Regions from separate parts of the Sus scrofa genome. Here all the other regions are linked to region 1. The links are chromatin contacts, called in public HiChIP or PLAC-seq maps. All regions are on one chromosome and are shown on one strand. The core of a region is the stretch at or near the end of the contact, and the rest is flanking DNA. Distances in the headings are between cores, read along the strand shown.

Region 1 (4,049 bases), core at 900-3,399:
GATGCAGGTTTGATCCCTGTCCTTGCTCAGTGGGTTAAGGATCTGGCATTGCCGCAGTTGCAGCATAGGTCTCAGATCCAGTATTGCCGTGGCTGTGGTGCAGGCCGGCAGCTGCAGCTCCGATTTGATCCTTAGCCTGGAAATTTCCGTATGCCACAGGTGCGGCTGTAAAAAATAAATAAATAAATAACAATGTTTAAAAAAAATTTTTCCTCTTACCAAGTTGGGTCAATAGTTGCTTACCCCCACCTCCAATGGCTATCTCTGAGGGTTCCATGATCAAATGTGTGAGGTTTATGAATTCCTGCTATAGGGCTGGGGCTTAATAACCACTGGGAAAATCGTAGCAATTCTGTTTATTGTTATTTTTTCTGTCCTGCCCAGTACAGCATGGAGCGCCCACTAGTTGCCCCAAGCGGGGTTACTTAGTCTTGCAGAAGCTTCTACAAAGGAAATGGGTTTTGTGAATGGCTCCAAAAGGTCAGATGGGGGATTGTCCAGCTATTGGGGACTTCAGGGGAACCCCAGCTTCCATGAATGTGGCCATGCAGGCTGGGGTTTCCCCAGAACTGGAAGGGACCAGGCTAGGGAGGCTGGGGGACTGGGCTGTTTTCTGGGCCAGGGATGGGTGTTTCCTCCCGTGCAATCCAGACCCTTGTCCCGTCAAGGCCCTACAAAGTCTGAATGTCTCAGTTACTTCCCTGACACTCCCAGCCTTCTCGCCTTTATCTGGACTGTTTTTTTTTTGTTTGTTTTTTTTTTAATCTTTTTGTCTTTTTGCCATTTCTGGGGCTGCACCCACGGCATATGGAAGTTCCCAGGCTAGGGGTCTAATCGGAGCTGTAGCTGCCGGCCTGCGCCAGAGCCACAGCAACACCAGATCCAAGCCAGGTCTGCGACCTACACCACAGCTCATGGCAACGCTGGATCCTTAACCCACTGAGCAAGGCCAGGGATCGAATCCGCAACCTCATGGTTCCTAGTTGGATTTGTTAACCACTGAGCCACGATGGGAACTCCTATCTGGGCCATTCTTTCCTCCCTCCCACACTGCTGTCCTGTCCACACCTTCCCAGGCTTACAAACCCAGATGTGCCACCTCTACCCGCAGCCTGGGGCAACTCTCCCTCTGGTAGCTTTATTTCCCAAACCTCACTTCTCCCATTTTACAGAAGGGGAAGTTGAGGCTCCACCACTTGAGGTGCCCAGCACAGTCCCAGGGCAAACCTGGCTCTGGCTGATTCCTGCCATCCTGGGTCTTCCACGGGCTGATCCCTCACCCCCACCCCATGTACACACTATAGGCTTTCAGTTATGACTGCTCCGACTCGGCTTCTCCTCCAGCAAGGGAGCTGGCTGAAAGGAGGGATGGCCTGCTCTCCCCAAGCCCTGGAGGATAGAAAGAAGAAATGCCAGATTTTTTTCTCTCCCACCCCCAAGCCAGGAGTGGGGGACCAAGAGAAGGGAGGTGCCCCTCCCTGCTCTGGCTTCTGCTTTCTGGCCCAGCTGTGGCCAAGCCTGAGTCAGCCTCACGGGACCACGCTGTTGGATCTGGAGCTTCAGGGCTGGGGAGCCTGAGAGGGGGAGGGGGAGAAAGTTGGGAAGAAGGGTCCTGGGCCAGGCTAGAGGGAGGGAACGGGGATGCGGCAGCCCCTGCCCACTCTCAGGCAGAGGATCGGCCACCCCCACCCACATCAGAGCACAGGGTGGGAAGGCAGGGTCTCTGGGCTAGGGAGGCGGGGCGGGGCTAGGTCAACCTGGCCGCCCCCAAGAGGGATCCCTGGGCCCAGAGTGGCCCTCCTAACTCTCGGTCTTGCTGTGTCTCTGTCTCTAAGCCCCCACCTCACCTCTGCTCAAGATGCTCAAGCCTCACACGGCTGGTCGGGGCTGATTGCGGGAAAGGGACGGGGGAGATCGAAGAGCAGCTCATGGTCCATGCGACTGGGGGCCCAGCACCTGGTGGGGGTGGGGGTAGGGTGGAGCTCAGGTGGAAAAGGTACACCCAGAGAGGGAGAGAGAGGAGAGAAGAAAGAGAGAAAGAGAAAGAAGGAAAGAGAGAGAGAAGTCGAGATGCTTAGAGACGCCGCCCGGGCCCCCGAGGGGCGTGGGCACCAGGGGGCGGGTTCGGCAGGGGGGCTGGGCCACCGCCGGCTTAAAGGCGGCTCTTTCCCGGGGCAGCTGCTTCTGCCGTCGTACGTTGGCCCCTCCGTCGTGATGGCCTCGTCGCCTCTCCTGCCGTTCCTGCCTCTGCTGCTGCTGCTGCTGCTGGAGGTCCCCGCGGCAGCGCCGGCGTCCCCGCTGCAGTCACTCCTCCAGGGGGCGGCCCCCTGCAAGGTAGGGACGGCTACTCGGCGGGAGGGACAGCGGGGACTGGCGCCCCAGTAGGGGGCCGGCGGCTCCTCCCCTCTCCCCAGACTTCGGCGGAGTCGACCGGGCTCGGGAAGGTGCTTCTCGGATCGGTACTGACCCCCTCAAAAAACACCCCGCCTCGCTGGTCACACTTTCCTTTCTCTTTCGCTTCCTTCTGAAATCTGAGTCGCTCAGCTATCCCCCACCCATCCCCCCGCAATTCCCCCACCCACCCCCCGCAATTCCCCCACCCCATCCCAGGGTGCATTGAGCACCTACTGTGTACCTCTGGAGCGGGAATCAGAATCTCTCTTTCAGCCCAGGGGAAGCCCGGATTACCTAAGCGCCCACCCGCATTCGTCAGGGGCTCCCGGGAGGAGCTCGCGTGTTTCTGGTGCGGAGGAAGCAGATGCCCCGGAGTCTGAGCGACTTGCTCACAGACGCGGGCGACCGCCACCCCTCAGCTGTAGCCGGAAGTCAGCACCTATTAGGCGCCGCCTCTGCAGTAGCCTTGGGAGGGGTTCAGTGAGCCCGCTGAGAGGAAGAATTTAAAAAGGAGTCAGCGCGGGTATAGACGCTCGCTCAGCTCCCGGCCAGGGCTCTGGGGATGAAGTGACAAATGAGCATGCTTTCGCGGTACGCACCGCTCAGAAGGCAGGATTGACGGCAGGGATCAGAAGTGAGCATGCCTTGAATTCTTACTGCTTGCAGTCCCCCCGCGTGGGGAGTTTCACCTAACCTGGAGGAAAGCAAGACTTGTGCATACATGAACTGCCTACTGTTTTCGAATCTTTTTCACATCCATTTTGCAGACAGACTGAGATTTAGGAAGATTTAGGGATGCTGTGAAGCCTTTAAGTCAGGATTCCATCTGGCAAGGTCTGGAAGGAGTGTATCACTTCCTGTTTGCAGCTCTTTTTCTGCAAGAGAACCAAGCAGGACTTCGTTTGATTTCACACCCCTTTCTCCCACGCAGGCCGGTGAGCCATGCCTGCAGAGACCCGTGGGGAAGTCTGACCCTCCACCTGTCAACGTGAACCTCTACTATGAGTCGCTGTGCAATGGCTGCCGGTACTTCCTAGTCCGAGAGCTCTTCCCCACGTGGCTGATGGTCTGGGAAATCCTCAATGTCACACTGGTACCCTATGGAAACGCCCAGGTGTGTGGGCACCAGGGAAACTGGGGGCACTCGGCCAGGGGAAGGGAATGCGGCTGGTGGGGGGCAGCCAGCATTTACCCCATTGCCTTTCAGGAACGAAATGTCAGCGGCAGGTGGGAATTTACGTGCCAGCACGGCGAGCAGGAGTGCAAGATGAACAAGGTGGAGGTGAGCAGCCCCAGAGTTCCCGAGTGGGGGGCATAGAGGCTGAGGAGTCTACTGGTGATAAGGAAGGTGAAATCAAGACTCAGAAGGGATTGCCTTATGTCCTAAGGATACCCTCTTTGATATCACTAAGAAGATAACCTCAATCAATATTGCCTATGCCTGTTCCTGCCCACTAATCTTGCCACCTTCCTTAATCCCACTAATAATAATCTCATCACCTTCCTTAATAAAAGTCATGTGGGCTAAAGCCTAGGTGCCTTTGTTCTACGGAACAGAGGAACAGAGTACCTCCTGGTCCCCCACTTTCTAAATGTAAAAAAAAAAAAAAAAAGAAAAAGAAGGGATTGCCACAAGCGCCATTCTTTTTCCTGTG
Region 2 (4,555 bases), core at 379-2,878, 66 kb before region 1:
TTTAAAAAGGTGATTTTTTTTTTTTGGTCTCTTAGGGCCACAACCATGGCATAAGGAGGTTCCCAGGCTAGGGGTCTAACCAGAGCTGTAGCTGCCGGCCTACACCACAGCCAGAGCAACACCAGATCCTTAATCCACTGACCAAGGCCAGGGATCGAACCTACAACCTCATGGTTCCTAGTCGGTTTTGTTTCCACTGCGCCTCCCGAAACTCCCTAAAATGGTGAATTTTATGGTAGGTGAATTACAAGTCAATTTCATGGATGAGATAAACAAGTTTTGTCTTGAAGTCTTGATTTTGATGTCCTCAATCTGGCCACTATAACTTGGTGGGATCCTACAGTACCTCACAGGTCATTAGCCAGAGACCCTACCTAGGGTTCCCTCCAATGTAAGAACATTCTCTAATGTCTGGTCAGAACAGGGCGGTAAAGGAGGAAAATTGCAGCTGCAGAGACAGTGGGGCCCTAGTGAAAGAGAGAATGTGAGTGCCATCCTGGGACTTTGGACTTTTCCCAGCCTCCCTTTCCCTTCTGCCAAGTCAGACTGAACAATGATGGTCAAATACCTGTGAGAGGTCTTCATGAGGCACTTGGCTGGGTGCTCAGCTGGCACTCAGCAAAAGCAGTTATCCTCAAAACAAACAAACAAACAAACAAACAAACAAACAAACAAACAAAAAAAACCTAACAACTACAGTGGCAATCTATTCTTGTTAATAAAGATTTATTGGAACAAGGACCAGGATAGGGATGAGACAAGGGAGGCAAAGACATGCAAGGGCAGAGTCTGATCCTCTCATTTAATTAACTTGTTTATTTGGCCGTCGGGCTTATGGACTTCCCCAGGACAGGGATCAGATCCCAGCTGCAATAGCGACCTACCCAGATTAGGCAAGGATCCTATAACCCACTGTGCAGGGCGGGGATTGAACACGTGTCCTGGCATTACAGAGACATTCCTGATCTGGTTGCACCACAGCTAATCCGGTCGCGCCACAGCGGAACTCTTGATCCTGTCTTTACTTAAAATGTTGATGTTTAGCTCATTATGCATTTTTGCATTAGTTTTGATTCTTTAAAATGTTGTATTAAAATACTATATATCTTTTTTTTTTTTTTTTTTGGCCGCCCCTGGGGCATGTGGAAGTTCCTGGGGCCAAGGATAGAACCGTTGCCAAAGTTTGAGCGACCCATGCTGCTGCAGTGACAACGCCAGATCCTTAACCCGCTCCGCCACAAGAGAACTCCAAAATATTATATATCTTGATTACCGATTTATTTGCGGGCCCTTAAATATTGCATGGAGGTGAGTGCCCCACACTCTTCACCCTTGTTGCGGGCCCAGGGCACATGGATTAACTTCTCTGAACCTCAGTTTCCTCATTGGCAAAAGAGTTTTTTTTTTTTTAAATCAGGTGTTTACCTGGTAAAAAGATTTCTAAAATCTGGGAAGATTCATTGAAAAATGTTTACTTCTGGGCTGGAGGGGTGGGGAGGGGCCTGGAAGGGCGGGGCAGGCTCGCCCAAAGTGGGCGGACCTTTCGAGAAAAGCTCTCAAGGAGGGGCGGGGTCACAGCTCGTCAGCTGACCGGCTTGACCAATGGCGCGGGGTGGCGGGGCCTGGCAGGCTGAGGCGGGGCCGGGCGCCGGCCAGCAGTGCGGACTAGCGGGCCATGGACGAGCCAAGTCTCCTGCGACGCCGTGGGCTCCAGGTGAGGCACCAGCGCGGGCGGGAGGAGGGCGCTGGCGGAGTGAACCCAGCCTTCGTGTCGGGGTGGGGGCTTTGGCTGGCCAGGGGCAACTGAGGCAGAGGGCGGGAAGCGCTCTGGAGGCTCCCGCTCGCATCTCAAAGTGCTTTTCGTATGATGGGAAGAGGGTATGCCTATTTGACATACGGAGAAAGTGAGGCTCCGTTGGAGAAAGGGGCTGAGGGTTTCGCTCTCTCCACCAGCAGCATTTGAGCGCTCACCATATATTCATTGTTGTATTAATCATTTTACTAGTGATATATTAAGACTAATTAATGTTTATTAAAACTTGCCTCCTGCCTTCGCAGCGCCACCGCACCCTGCCTCAGCTCAACCCTTAACACAAGCTGGGGAGATTGGGGCTATCCAGACACCCATTCGTCAGTTAAGGAAACAGGCTCAAGTCTAGGAAAGTCACAAACCTTAGGTGGCCCAGCAGGGATTCAGTCCAGCGCCCTTAATCAGCTCTCTGGCGCACAAACCATTGCCAAGTGGCTGTGTGGCTTGGGAAGGGAGCGGCGTTGGCGGGAGGCCCTCTTGCTTCCTTGAACCTCAGTTTCCCCATTCACTATAAGGGCCTTTTCTGACCTGTAACCTCGGGTTTATGTTTGGGAGGCAGTGCCACCAGGAGATAAGAACATAGGCGTTAGGGCTAGCAGAGGCTGATATTCGAACCCACGTGACCGCGGGCGGCAACTTCTTTGACTTCACTGGGCCTCAGTTTTCCCATCTGTGCAATGGGAAGTTAGACATTCTAGCCATTTCCTTCTGAGGTTTAGACGACACTTAAGAAGCCACCATTTGCAAGCAGAGGGCATCCGGGATTCAACATTTACCCGACAAACATTTATTAAGTGCCTGCTGTATGCCCCCTCCCCTCACTCTGGAGAGGCAGGGCAGGGGAGGAGGGGTTCACCCTCTGGAACTCCCTTCCTGGATCCCCCAGCCTGTTGGGGGAGATGGTCCCCTGAGCAGCAGTGGCACTGTAGAGGATCTGCTGTGATGGGCACACTCAGGCACCCCTGGAGAAGGCACATGAACCAAGGGTTGCTGGGTAGCATTGGGACAGAAGAGGCAGCCACTGGTGGCAGGGCAGGGGATAGGTGTTTGGGGAAATGAAAGAGGCTGAAAAAAGCTAGAACCTAGTAAGGACAGGGGTGAAGCTGATGCGGGAGGGGAAAGGTGGCTTTTGAACCCGGGTTGTAGGACTGCAAACTTCTCCAGAGGTAAAGGGCAGCTGCATGTGTTTGGGTTCAAGGTCAGGGAGAATGAAGGTAGAGCTCCAAGGAAGAGACACACACACACACACACACACACACACACACACACACACACACACCACCAACCAGGACATTCGGCGCAGAAAGGGAGGGCTGGGTGTCAGAGACAGCAGTGGGGGCCTGAGCCTAGAGGAGGAGGTGCAGCAGGACTGGTGAGCAGTCGGGTGTTGTGGGGAAACAGGCCCCGCCTGGAGCCCCAGATAGACTTGAGCCCCGCCTGCAGCCTCTTAAAATAGAGAAACTGCCTTCGGGTAGGCGAATGGGGGTGCAGCTGACGTCAGAAAGTGGGGGCCGTTCCATGGCGAAGAGGCACCCATTCCTTAATGATGAGTCCCATGTTACAAAAGGGGAAACTGAGGCTCAGAATCATAGCCACTGTCTACACAGTTGTCACAGAGTATAGGTGACAGTCAGGATCTGGCTTTCCCTCCAGACCAACTCCACACTGGCAGGCCTCCATCCAGATGAATGAGGGCATTCTGGGCAGAAGGAACAGCATGTGCAAGTGCCCAGAGGTATGCAACCATATGTGTTTATGGGGAAGCCATTTCTTAGCAGCAGTAGAACTGGGAGTGTGAGATGGGACCTCCTGCTTTCAGGGCTTCCAGCGCTGATTTTGAAGAGGTCAGACTTTGTCCCAGGGTGATTGGGAGCTATGGAAGGTGCTGGAGCAGGGGAGGACATGTCAGATCTGAGGGCTTTGGAAGACTCCTCTGGAGCAGGTGGGGCCGAGAAGGGGGCCATAAACCAGGGAGGCACCTAGAGTAAAGGACCACATAAGAGACACAGTGAAAATATTTTAAAAATAACAGTAGAAGTACAAATAACTGCTCACATTAAGGAGCATCTACAAATACTAAGCACTGTATATACATCTAATTCTCCAATAGCCCATACGATTATTAGCCTCATTTTTCAAAGGGGGAAACTGAGGCTGAGAGACAGTAAGTGACAGCCAGAAAGTCGAAGGGTTGGAATTCTAACTGGCCTGGTGCTTGAGGGTGCAAAGATATTGAAGGCCTCTCTTTGGGGCATTAGCCACACCCTTCTTTAACTGGAGCCCCCAGGCGCCACCAGCCCATCAGGTGGCAGCCTGCTGGTCAGAGCCAATAAAATATCCTGGAAGCTGATCTTGTGGAAGATCAAAGAGTCAATTCTTGAAAGCTTGAGGAAACTAGGGAACTGGAGCCAGGTGCTGATTGGCTGGTCCAGACAATAGCTGGGGGTATCCTGGCCAATCTGATTATGGCAATGAAAAGTATACAGTTGGCCGAATACTAGGAGGACATAAACCAGACTTGGCTTGGCCGGCGGGCCACCAGTTTGCATTGGTAAGGGGAAGAGGTAGCAACTGGCTCTTCCTAGTTTGGGTTAAGCTCAGTCTTCCGTGTAGCATTTGTAGATGCCAGTTAATGAAAGCTGTCATTACTACAACTACTGCCACTATTATTTTATCATTATTTTTATCATCTCCCACTTGGACCCTTGCTTCACAAATGACAGAATTTTAAAACTCCAGATCCCC
Region 3 (4,532 bases), core at 193-2,692, 75 kb after region 1:
AGCAGTAGAAATGCGGAAATAACATCCAGTACTGGGCCCAGGAGGGAGCTTGGTTCATAAACAGACCTCCATTTCTCGGTCCAATTTCCCAGGCCCTGTGGGGATGACAGATGAGTCTAGAAGTAGCATGGTGCACTAGCCTTATTTCATCCCCATTTTACAGGTGGGGAACTGAGGCTTAGAATAGTTTAACATCTGGCCTGAGGTGACAGAGAGAGAGGGAAGAGGGCCCCTTAAGGACCTCAAAGAAACCAAGGACTTAAGAGTCCAGCCTCCCCAAACTGCCTCCCACCATCATTTGAAGATGAATCCAGAGGACGAGAGGTTTCTGCTGAAATGAAGATGACTCGGGCCACAGTGGACCCTAAGCCAAACCAGACGTCTGAGGAGTTAAATTTTTCAATTGAACGGAGGAAAACTAATGGACCTGGAAAGAGGAGGTGGTGGTGGGGGCACAAGCTCCACTGAGTACCTGGCACAGAGCAGAGTTGACCAGAAGGTAAAGTGGGGCTGTTTCTGCACACTGTGCCAGGAGTTTGCCTTGCCCAGAGACTCCTGGACCAGGAGGCTGGCATGAGCCAAGTCAACTAGTTCTAATCTGGGTCCACCACAGGCTGAGCCTCAGTTTCCTGAGCTATGAAATGGGGACAAATGTACTGCCTTCTGAGTGAAGTCTTCGCTGTAAGAGTCTCAGGCTTGGTGGCCGCCACTCTGACATTCCAGGTTTGGGGTGGGGACGTGGGTCAGAGGGAATGATGACTTGGTGGGATGGGAAGGGCTGCAATAATTTCTTCTCTGCCCTGGGAACTGTCTCAAAGTGAAGCAGAAAGTAACTGTCAGGCGCCAAGAACTCCCAGGGGCCATAGATGCTCAGTGACCAAAAAGTGAGCCCTCCTCCTGCCCACCCCGCCTCCTCATGGTCCTGGCGTCCCTACTCTTTGAGGACTGGCTAGGAGAAACTGAGGTTTGAAATAGAACCTCAGACTGGGTGTGAGGCACTCAACTAGCCTCTCCCTGGTTCGGGTCACGCTGGCTTGGCAAAACTGGGAGCTCTCTGGGCTGGGGTAGGGGGTGGAGACGCTGTAGTGTTCCCACTGTTCTCGTGACCTCCCCACCTTACTTCTGGTAGAAAGAACAGCCCTTTGGGAGATAGGGGGCACCTGCAGACCAGCCTGCGGGAGAAGTCTAGCCGCCAGATGTGTGGCTAGGCCATACGCCCTCTCCGGCTTCGTGGAAGCCGGATCTCCTTTTTACCTGTTTTTACCTGAAATGTCAGTAGAAAATTCTCACCAGAAGGTATCAGCGGCAGCAAGAGAACCAACAGCAGAAGAGGCAGCGGCGGCAGCTGGGAGCCCGCCATTCTTGCGACGGGAAGCGGAGGGCGGGCTCTGCACAGGTGTGTGGCAGGTGCCGGCTTCTTACCCCTGCGCGTCCCCTGCTGGCAGCACGCGGGGCTGCTCAGGGGAGCGTCAGAGGCGGACCCTCGGGACATAGGGCCTCCAGGGGGCGCTACTGCTCACCAGAGGTGACACTCCTGACCCCCTTTCTCCATCTGGCCTACCCACCTCTCCTAACGAACTCTCCTGGTTCATGACTCTGAAGCAGTTACACTCTGCCTAGTCCCTCAGGACACCTCTACCCCTTCCAGTTCCCCCTGGTGCCCCCGCCGCTCTGGTCCCCCTCTGTGGCTGCTCCAAACTCATGCTGTCACCGCCCGCTGCACCTCCTCTTGGGCAGGCTGCCCCTTCTGGGTGTCCCCAGCCCTTGCCTTCCCTCTCTGCCCTGTCCCTGATCCCACCAACTAAGGATGTCTGTGTCTGGCTCTCCCTCACCCAGACTAGGGTCCCTTGAGGTAGACCCAGCCTCCCCCCACCCCCCCATGCCCTGGATCAAGATGTGGCTAGAACTCTCTCTGGTATTTCCTGAATGAGGCACACATGCATGCACCCATAGGACTTTCAAGGGCCAAGGGACTCATGACGGCCCTTCTAGGTCAGGTCCCCAGAGACTGGCTTCTGGAAGGCACTGGGGATGGCCTCCATCTGACACTGTTCCTGTAATCATGGATGGATATCGTGGCACACTGAGGCCACAGTGGCAGCCCTGACCTCCAGGAAAGGCTTAGGGGTGGGCTCCCCAGCCACAGACCCCAAGTGCCAACTCCATGGTTGGAAGTTTTGGGGCCCTCCTGTCCAGGATGTTCCAGATGCCCCCCTAATTCCCCCAACACACCATGCCCAAGATGCCCCATAAGCACAGGTAGACCAAGACTCAGGCTGTGGAGGGCTTTATTCATTAGACCCAGAGAGCCACATGGCTCCTGCCCTGGTGTCCCCCCACCGGTAAGCCAATGTCCTAGACGCCTGGCCACTGCGTGTGCCGTGAGTTGTCCCATGCTGCTGGGCCCAAGAGCGCATCCGTGGTGAGGGAGGCCCGGGTGCAGCGACCACGCCAGCTCGCTTGAAGCATCTTAGCTGCTACCTGCTGCTGCTTCAGCTGGCGGCGTACCCTGAAGCCCCTCCAGGAGGACTGGATGGTGGTGGCTGCCTTGTTCTGGCTATGGGGTTGCGGGGGGCTCCGGGAGGTTGGCTGGATGCTGCAGCCCCGTGGCATGCTGGCCTGGACTACAGCACCCCGGCCGGTACCTTGCACCACCCGCGTGGGCAGGGTGTGGCCACACATGTGGCATGTACGGGGGCTGGAACCCACAAGCATCACCACGCTGGGTGGGCTCCCCAGCCCAGAGCTCAGGGACTGGCAGAGGCTACAAGCGTGTGGCTGGCAGGACTGGTAGCAGCGGTGGTCAGATATTGACCTGGCCCCACCCCCACCCCCGCCCACTGCAGCCCACACAGCTGGGAGCAGCATCTGCTGGGTGTGGCTCCGGCGGACGCAGAAGCCTCTCCACGCAGCCTGGATGATTGTGGCGGCTCTACAGAGCTGGGCCAAGTCCCGCCGCACGCAGTAACCTCGCCAGGCAGCCTGGATGATGATGGCCCACTGGTGCCACACCTTGATGGTACGGCGCACCAGGTAGCCGCGCGTACACGCCTGGATAATGACCGCGGCATGGATGATTATCTTCTCCACAGCCTGCACCGACGCCACCAGCTCCCCTGGCTGGCTGGGATCCACCGCCGCCTTGCCGCCCGTGGCCTCCCATGGCACAGTGCCCCTGGCTGGCTCCCATGTGCCACCAGGGACTATGGTGCTGTTCCTGGGCCCGACTGCGACACTGGGGATGGCGGAGTTCCACGCTTGGCCACCAGACACGCCAGCGTCCTCAGGGCCCTGGAGTACAGCGGGAGTCAGGGATGGCTGGTGACTGTCCAAAGGAGCCCTGGAACTAAGAGAATCCTGAGACACCAGCGGCGACTCGTGGCTAAAAAGGGGCCGCCGGGAACCATCTGGTGAAGACTCATAGCCAAGAGACACCCTGCGAACCCCCGGGTTCAGCCTAGTGATGGCCACGCCGTGTGCCGCCTCACCAGTGCGGATTATTGGCATGATGGCCGGCACCGCACCTGTGGAAGGGCGTGGAACTTCCTGTAAGGACCTGGGGGCATCCTCCTGCTCCTGATGGGGGGGCACGGTATGGGCCTCAGAACTGCTTGGCATCTCTGAGGCAGGGATATCATGCATGGCCCTGTAGGACTTTCTAGGGCCAAGGGACCCATGGCCATTCTGAATCAGACCCCTGGACACTGGCTTCTGGAACCCCCCGGCCTCTACCCCTCTAGCCAGAGATGGATGAAGAGGCACCTGTGAGGCCATGCTGGTGGACCCTGATCTCTGGGGGGTGCTTGGAGTCACTATCCCAGCCACAGACCCTCGGTGCAAACTGGATGCCATAGAATCACTATGGGCCGGCTTGGGTGACCCTGAGACCGCGGTGGAAGCCATCATCTTATGGGAATGGCGCTGGGGCACAATGTGAGCCACCAAAGACTTTTGATAAGCTGAAGGTTTCTGGGGTGTGATGTGAGCCACTGAGGGCCTCTGGGGTGCAGCAGGAGGCACTGATGCCTGCTGATGAGCCAATGGGGCCCCAGTGCCCTTGACAGACTCCATCTGCACATCAGGAACCCCACTAGCAGCCACAAAGTGGGAACTGGGGACCCTCCAGCTGGTTGCTGACCTCTGCTGCAGAGTTGGGGGACCACCACTGGCCATGGGGTGCTTGGCAAAACTTGGGGACTGGGAAGGGACAGAGGCCACGCCACTGGTCACAGTCTTAGCTTGGCTGGGAGCCACCTCCTCCAACAGTGGCCTTTGACCTTTGGGAAGTGTCTCATCCTCTGCAGGGAATTCTTGGCTGTAGTCAATATCAGTTGCCAGGGGACTATGGTACAACCACGGGGTTGCCTCAAGGATCTCGGACTCCGTCCTAGTAAGGGAGCCCTGGGGCAGAGATTTGTCTGGGTCCTCTGACTTTTTAACAGACTGCCTGCCTATGGTCTCAAATGGCATCATCCCAAGAGCTTGGCTCAACTGTGAGGCTCTTTGCAGAACTGTGGGCACTGGGGCCACCC

What was found. HiChIP or PLAC-seq counts read pairs in DNA pulled down with a chosen protein or histone mark.
Region 2: an H3K27ac HiChIP or PLAC-seq map of alveolar macrophages shows a contact between it and region 1. The contact joins the promoter of MAST3 here to the promoter of IFI30 in region 1. A contact is called at or near these places in 10 of 47 Hi-C or Micro-C datasets (blood, brain, embryonic fibroblasts and 5 more) and 2 of 2 datasets of contacts at active chromatin or transcription factors (alveolar macrophages and skeletal muscle).
Region 3: a contact with region 1 is called in an H3K27ac HiChIP or PLAC-seq map of alveolar macrophages, with 2.3 times the contacts expected there. The contact joins the promoter of LOC100736865 here to the promoter of IFI30 in region 1. A contact is called at or near these places in 1 of 5 promoter capture datasets (liver), 17 of 47 Hi-C or Micro-C datasets (alveolar macrophages, blood, embryonic fibroblasts and 9 more) and 1 of 2 datasets of contacts at active chromatin or transcription factors (alveolar macrophages).

What each region holds. Positions count from the first base shown.
Region 1 is chr2:59,631,814-59,635,862 of Sscrofa11.1, reverse strand. IFI30 (IFI30, lysosomal thiol reductase) reads left to right here and starts at 2,149. Exons shown (of 7, transcript NM_001131046.1): 1 at 2,149-2,334; 2 at 3,326-3,508; 3 at 3,602-3,676. The coding sequence starts at 2,215. LOC106507303 (a long non-coding RNA gene) reads right to left here and starts at 3,088. Exons shown (of 2, transcript XR_002341594.1): 1 at 2,689-3,088; 2 at 342-2,327.
Region 2 is chr2:59,696,441-59,700,995 of Sscrofa11.1, reverse strand. It overlaps MAST3 (microtubule-associated serine/threonine-protein kinase 3), which reads left to right and starts at 1,628. Exons shown (of 28, transcript XM_021083495.1): 1 at 1,628-1,714. The coding sequence starts at 1,676.
Region 3 is chr2:59,555,817-59,560,348 of Sscrofa11.1, reverse strand. It overlaps LOC100736865 (PLASMODESMATA CALLOSE-BINDING PROTEIN 4-like), which reads right to left and starts at 1,442. Exons shown (of 3, transcript XM_005654894.3): 1 at 1,291-1,442. The coding sequence starts at 1,360. It overlaps KIAA1683, which reads right to left. Exons shown (of 2, transcript XM_021083531.1): 2 at 2,272-3,291. The coding sequence ends at 2,356.